2 separate regions of the Neogale vison genome follow, and region 2 is linked to region 1. Evidence: chromatin contacts called from public Hi-C data. All regions are on one chromosome and are shown on one strand. The core of a region is the stretch at or near the end of the contact, and the rest is flanking DNA. Distances in the headings are between cores, read along the strand shown.

Region 1 (2,968 bases), core at 20-2,519:
AATCCTCAGACATCTAGGGTGCCTGGGTGACTCAGTTAAGTGACTGCCTTTGGCTCAGGTCATGATCCTAGGATCCTGGGGTTGAGCCCCCACATTGGGCTCCCTGCTCAGCGGGGAGTCTGCTTGTTTCTCTCCCTCTGCCCCTCCCCCCAGTTCAAGCTCTCTCTCTCACTTGCTCTCCCTCTCTCTCTCAAAAAAAATAAAATAAAATAAAATAAAATAAAGGAGGGGCATCTGGGTGGCTCAATGGGTTAAGCCTCTGCCTTCGACTCAGGTCATGATCTCAGGGTCCTGGGATCAAGCCCTGCATTGGTCTTGCTGCTCAGTGGCGAGCGTGCTTCCCCCTCTCTCTCTGCCTGCTGCTCTACCTACTTGTGATCTCTCTATCTTTGTCAAATAAAATCTTTTAAAAAAAACTTTTAAAAAGTTAAAAAAAGAAAAACAGCTCAGACATCTCATCATACCCACATATATGTCCACACTCAAGTAGACACACTTATCCATAAAAACTTAAGTACCTATGCTAGAAGCCCTTTCCTCCAAGCCTCAAAACACAATATATTGGATTCTAGAGACTGACTTTTTTTTTGTCCTTGATCTAGCCATGCCTGAAGCTCACTATGCTTTTAGAGTTCTTTGTCACAAAATTTTCCCTTTTTTTGCTGGAGCCCATTTGAGTTGGGGTGTGTGTGTGTGTGTGTGCGTGTGTGTGTGTGTGTTCATTCAGAGTCCTGACTTATAGAAATGAATAAGGCTTTGCTAAATGAGAAAGATTGAGAAAGGAGGTATTCTAAGATGAAAGATAGCATTTGCAGATAGCATGGCCAGTGGCAAGCTGTATTCTAGTGTATACAATATGCTGGCGGCCGACTGAAATCAGGCAGAGACTTTACTATGAGACTATGAGCACTTGGGAGTCCAGTCAGTGGGAGCCAGCAAATGCTCTTGATCAGGGGAGTTCACACAGTTCCACACTCAGAACTCTCCAGCGGGAGAGTGAATTTGTCTCAGACCTGCGAGGTGGGTGCAGAGGCTCGGAGACTAAATCTCAAGAGAGGGCAGCCACACAGGGTACCAGAGAGTCCTGACTCCACGGGTGCCTGATCTTGCCCTGGGTCTTCGAACTACAATTTCCAGCATGCAACGCGAGCGACCTCGTGTCCCTCGTGGTTTGCTCCAGCTACAGCCTGACAATTGGTCCTACGGGCTGTTTGTCAGAAAGGTCGGGCTCTGATTGGCTGGATTCCCGAGAGCCGCCCGGAGCTTCAGGTCAGCGGACCGCGCTCCCGCCGGCGACATGGTGAGCCGGCAGCCAGCGGCATGGTGTGGGTGGGTGGGGGGCTTGACTGAGGGGCAGGAGATCCAGCTGAGGGGGTCCAGGGAAACACCGAGGGGACTGGGATCCCTTTGTGGGGATTGGGAACTCTGAGGGACTCTGGGTCGCGCTGAGGGCCATGTGCCCCTCTCTGGGTTCAGTCTCCCTGCAGGACCTATGTGGGGGTTGGGGATTCTGCCTAAAGAATTGGAGGCTTCCAAGCGTTCGGGAATTTTGCAAGATCTCTGAGGGCCCTCTAGGGGCCTGAGGTCCTGCCGAGGGATCACAACCCCGCGAAGGGGACTGGGGAACGCACAGATCCTCGCTGGGGAATTTGGGGGTCCCGTTGGAGCCCAGGCTGGCGACATGGGTCCTGCGGAAGCATGAGGGCAGCTGCGTGGATTTAGGTGTGTGGAAGGGCCAGGGAGAGCCCTGAGAGGAGAAGCCAAGCCAAGGGGATCTGGGTGGCTTTGGGGCGGGCGAGGGTCCCAGAATCGGAGACAGCACAGTCGGAAGCTTCAGGTCTCACGCAGTCCTGGGTCCAACCTATTGAGTTTATTCTTCAGACTTAGCCTGGCCACTGTGGGTGGGTCGGGCTGATGCGGGGCGAGAGCGGGAACTCCCAAACCCTAAATGTTCGACCTGGGCAGAGGAGGGGCCCCTGAGGACGACCGGACCCTGCGTGGAGGATTCCCCAAGGAGGGGCGTTGGAAGTGCGCTTGAACCTGAAAAGTGGACATGGTTCCAGGCCTGGGTGCGGGAAGGAATGGGAGATAATCGGAAGGGTTCTCGAGAACAGGATGGAGGAAAGCCTTATTGGTGTTAGCAGGTAGCAGGAGTCTCCTATTCTCAGATTGTAGGTCCAGGGAAAGACTGAGCAGGAAAGGGACGTGAGCTGATGGGAGGCTCCAGGTATCTTTGGAAATCTGCAGAGGCGGGACAAGACCTGAGGCTGCTGGGGGGCGGGGCTTGAAATATATCCCTGGACAGACCTCAGGAGCTTCAGGTGAAGGGAAGCTTGTCTTCCTTCCCTTCTTCCCTTCCTCCCTGCTTCTCCTAAGTCTTCTCTCCCTCCTGCCTGTCCCAGGTGCTGGGACGGAAGCTTGAACAATGGTCTCCTCCCTGGGAGGTGTCAGAGCGTGATAGGTATCTGCAGTGGAGAGGCCAGGGGTCTGGGAGGGCCTCTGAGACCCCAGTGAATTGACGCAGAGAGGGCTACGGAGAAAGCCGGCCAGTGAGAGGCAGGGTGTCTTGAGTTGGGCCCGCCAAGAGTTGCAGGCTGCAAAAAGGATTTGGATGTTGACTGACCTCACCACTCGCCGGAAAGGGCCGAGTGCTGTGTCCGCGGGGAGTTAGGGGCGGGTACTGGGGCCTTTAGAGACCTAGATGGTCTGCGCGCTACGCATAGAGGTGCAGGCTAGAGGTGCCGCTGTGTTGGGGTCGTGCAGGGCCGTAGGTGGTTAAAAACCTAGCAGGAGATTGAGTCACAGGGTGGAGGCCACAGAGGGAAGAGGAAAATCATTAGGGGAGCCCCAGGATCTGATGTCTGCAGAGTCGGGGATGGGAGGCTGGGGGTGGCACGGGAAAGGACTGGAGAGGATCGTAGGCGGAGCCGCGGCCCTCCGAGAGGCCCGCTTCACTGATCTTGGGGCT
Region 2 (3,109 bases), core at 200-2,699, 2.2 Mb after region 1:
GGCCAATAGTGAGTGGCCACACTACCACAGCGACACAGTCCAAAGGGCGAATGTCAATTATGCCTACTTTATGGATGAGAAATCTGAAGCTCAGAGATGGGAAGAACCTGCCAGAGATCACACAGCAGTAAGAGGCCTGGCCATCATGCCGCCTTGCTTCATTAACGCCTTCCCTCCACCTGGGTTCTCTGCAGAGTGTCTGCTAGCTCTTCCAGGATTCCTCCTCCTGGGTGCCTTCCCTGACCACTTAGAACCTATAAGTGCTTTCTGGCCTTGGCTCCCCTATCCCATGAACCTTCCTCTGCCCAGTCCTGTGCTTGGGAGATCAGTGTCTGGCTCTGGGATCCCCCTCTATGGCAAGTCCTACAGGGGTCCCCTAGGTTAGGCACGAGGCTAGGTGGCAGAATGAAAGTACGTATCTGGAGTTCATGAGAAAGATGATGCCTAGGAATGGTCGTCTGGGAGCCACCTGGGAACAGTCCAGGTTAGGAAAGGGGGAAAAACAGCATTACCAGTCCCCATGATAGAAGCAAGGTGTCCTGGAGGAAAGAAAGGGAGTTAGCAAGACCTCAAATGACAGCCGGTTTTCCTTTCTAAGCCAGGGTTCCACTCACTGAGAAAACGGTGCCCTGACATAGCAGGGACTCTATCATCTTCCTCCACCCGACAAAACCACCCTGGTTCAGGCACAGTCCTAAGGGTAGTCTCACCAGGTTCCTCCCTCCCACACTCTGTACCTCTATTCTCCATTCAGCAGGCAGGGAGAAACTTGCAATCACAGAGACCTCACTGCTCAAAATCCTGCACTGGCGTCCCAACCCTCTCAACAAAATCCAATCTACTTACCAGAACTTTCTCTACATGGACCTTACCTAGGTCTCTTACCTAGACCTTCTCACCTGCGCATCCCAGCCAGCCAAGGGACGGCTCTTAATAACCACTGTGGTTAAAGCTGCCCCACCCTCCTATCGCATCATCCTTTTTGAGTACTGTATCTACCTGGAACGACATGTCCATTTATCTTATTTCCTTTTACTGTCTAGCCTCCCCCCCAATTAAAATTTAACCTCCAGGACAACTGGGGCTCAGTTAACTTTGTTCACCTTCCCCCTCTGCCCAGGATGGAGTCATACACGCAGCAGTCACTCAGTACATAGGTTATGAATGAATGAATAATGAAAAGAAATGAATAAACAAATGAATGAAAAGAAAGAGGAGGCCAGGGAAACGGATTTTGTTCCGTGGCGGCTTCTGTAAGTCATTCCCCAAAATCAAGTCCCCGAGGGCGGCGCCACAGTCACCTGTCCGACCCCGCGGTGCCCACTCCCCTCCCCGCGCGAGGGAACTCCGCAGCCCCGGCTTCTCACCCGGTTTTCACAGCCACGTGGGGAAAGGGTGGGGCTCCCGACTGTCACCGGCAGAACCACCTCTGGTCCCTTCCGGCCACCGTACGGGCGCAGCCGCGCTGGCGCCAACTCGCCTCGGCCTCCCGCAGCTCCACGGACCGCTCCCGGAGAGCTCAAGAGTGACCGCGAGCGCAGGTAAAAGCCGAAAGAGCCAACAGGTGTGCAGCGGCGGCGTCTTTGGCACGTTTTCCCGGCCGCTTTCCGTTGCCGCCGCTCTCAACAAATTAATCTTTCGCCTCGGGAGCGTCTGCCCTGAGAAGCGAGCAACGCGCCTGCGCAAGAGAACTTGGCGGCGGCCGCCTGCGCCTGCGCATCAGGGCTCGGCGGCAGCTTGCGCCTGCGCGGCGCGGCGCTGCGGAGACCGTTGGCTCATTTGCATGTCCCCGCCTCGCGCGGCGGCGGCGGCGGCGGCGGCGGCGGGTGAGGAACCTGAGGCGGCGGCGGGGGCGGCTCCGCGCGCGGTGGGTTCGGGGTGAGGCCTGGGCCCGGGCGTCGTCGGTGGGCGGGCCCCCGGGTGGGAGGCCCGGGTTCCGCTCCGGGGCCCCGGGGCCCCGCGATGACGCCGCGAGCTCGGCCCTCGGGCTGCGCGCCGGTCGCGTCCCCGCCTGCTCGGCCTGGGGGGCGGTCTTCGGCCTCCCGGGCCCGACGCCCCCTTGTCTTCGTTCTCGGAGGCCGGTAGGAGGCGGGCCACGCCCGAAAGGGTTCATTCGTTCATTCATTCCACCCGAGCCCAGAGCAGTTCGGTTCGTACGGGGATTACTGCAGCCGACCGCTGTATCGGGCTCTTGACCATTTTTCACCCGGTTCAATCCCCACAACAGCCCCCACCATTAGCTGCCCATTACATGGATGGGGAAACGGAGGCGCAAAAAGGTTCGGTCACTTGATTTGATCCGGAGCCGCCTGACTGGGAGACCCTATCCTTCGACAGCAGAGAACAAGGGGCGCCCCAGGAAAAGGGTTTAGGGATGAGAAAAGGGGATGATGGTTATAAGAAATGGCTCGAAGGAAGGGCAGGTTTGGGTCTTGAGGTTGGAGGTTTCAAGATGGAAGGGGTGTTTTGGTTAAGGATGCAGCCACCGGGTTCCTGAGCGTTGCTTCTCAAGTCTTTTTCCAGTCAGTCTTCAGGGCTTTGTCCCCAGTACCAGTGCCCTGTTTTCCAGGTTCCGGTCTGGGCTCTCTGACCTTGGGTGGGTCACTTAGCCTGAGTCTTTCTCTTTTTCTGTATACTGTCATTCATAACAGGATCCGCTTTTCACTGGGTTGTTGGAAAAACTAAAGGAGATCGTGAGAGTCCCTTTCCTCCGAGAGGACCTGGTACAGAGCAAGCTCTGTCACTAGCCAGGGATTCCTCCACTCACTTGTTGAGAGGCAGTTCTCAGAGGGCCGGGCAGTTCTCAGAGCCTCTTCGCATGTCTGTGATACAAGAGAATAGAAATGGGAAAGATCCCATCTTTCCTAACCACCATTTGCAAGGGTTATGCTCCACCCCCCACTTACATTCATTTGTGTGTGTTGCTTTACTGCAGTTCTCCACTTAGCCCCAACAGGTAGGGATTCTGAGGAAATGGGCTCGGAGAAGCAAGGTAGATTGTCTAAGATCACAGTGCTTGTTTTGTTCCTTCTAACCAACACACCTGTGAGCTCCGTAAGGGCAGAAGCCCCCTTCAAATAATCCAGCCTCCCTCTGAAGCACCATCTGA

Evidence for each region. Hi-C and Micro-C count contacts between places; a contact is called where the count stands out from the background.
Region 2: a contact with region 1 is called in a Hi-C map of tongue, with 11 times the contacts expected there. The contact joins the promoter of ARMC6 here to the promoter of TMEM161A in region 1. A contact is called at or near these places in 2 of 3 Hi-C or Micro-C datasets (muscle and tongue).

Annotation. Positions count from the first base shown.
Region 1 is chr6:209,843,798-209,846,765 of ASM_NN_V1, forward strand. TMEM161A (transmembrane protein 161A) reads left to right here and starts at 1,270. Exons shown (of 11, transcript XM_044253801.1): 1 at 1,270-1,300. The coding sequence starts at 1,298.
Region 2 is chr6:212,078,242-212,081,350 of ASM_NN_V1, forward strand. It overlaps ARMC6 (armadillo repeat-containing protein 6), which reads right to left and starts at 1,450. Exons shown (of 8, transcript XM_044253852.1): 1 at 1,368-1,450. SUGP2 (SURP and G-patch domain-containing protein 2) reads left to right here and starts at 1,467. Exons shown (of 10, transcript XM_044253847.1): 1 at 1,467-1,541.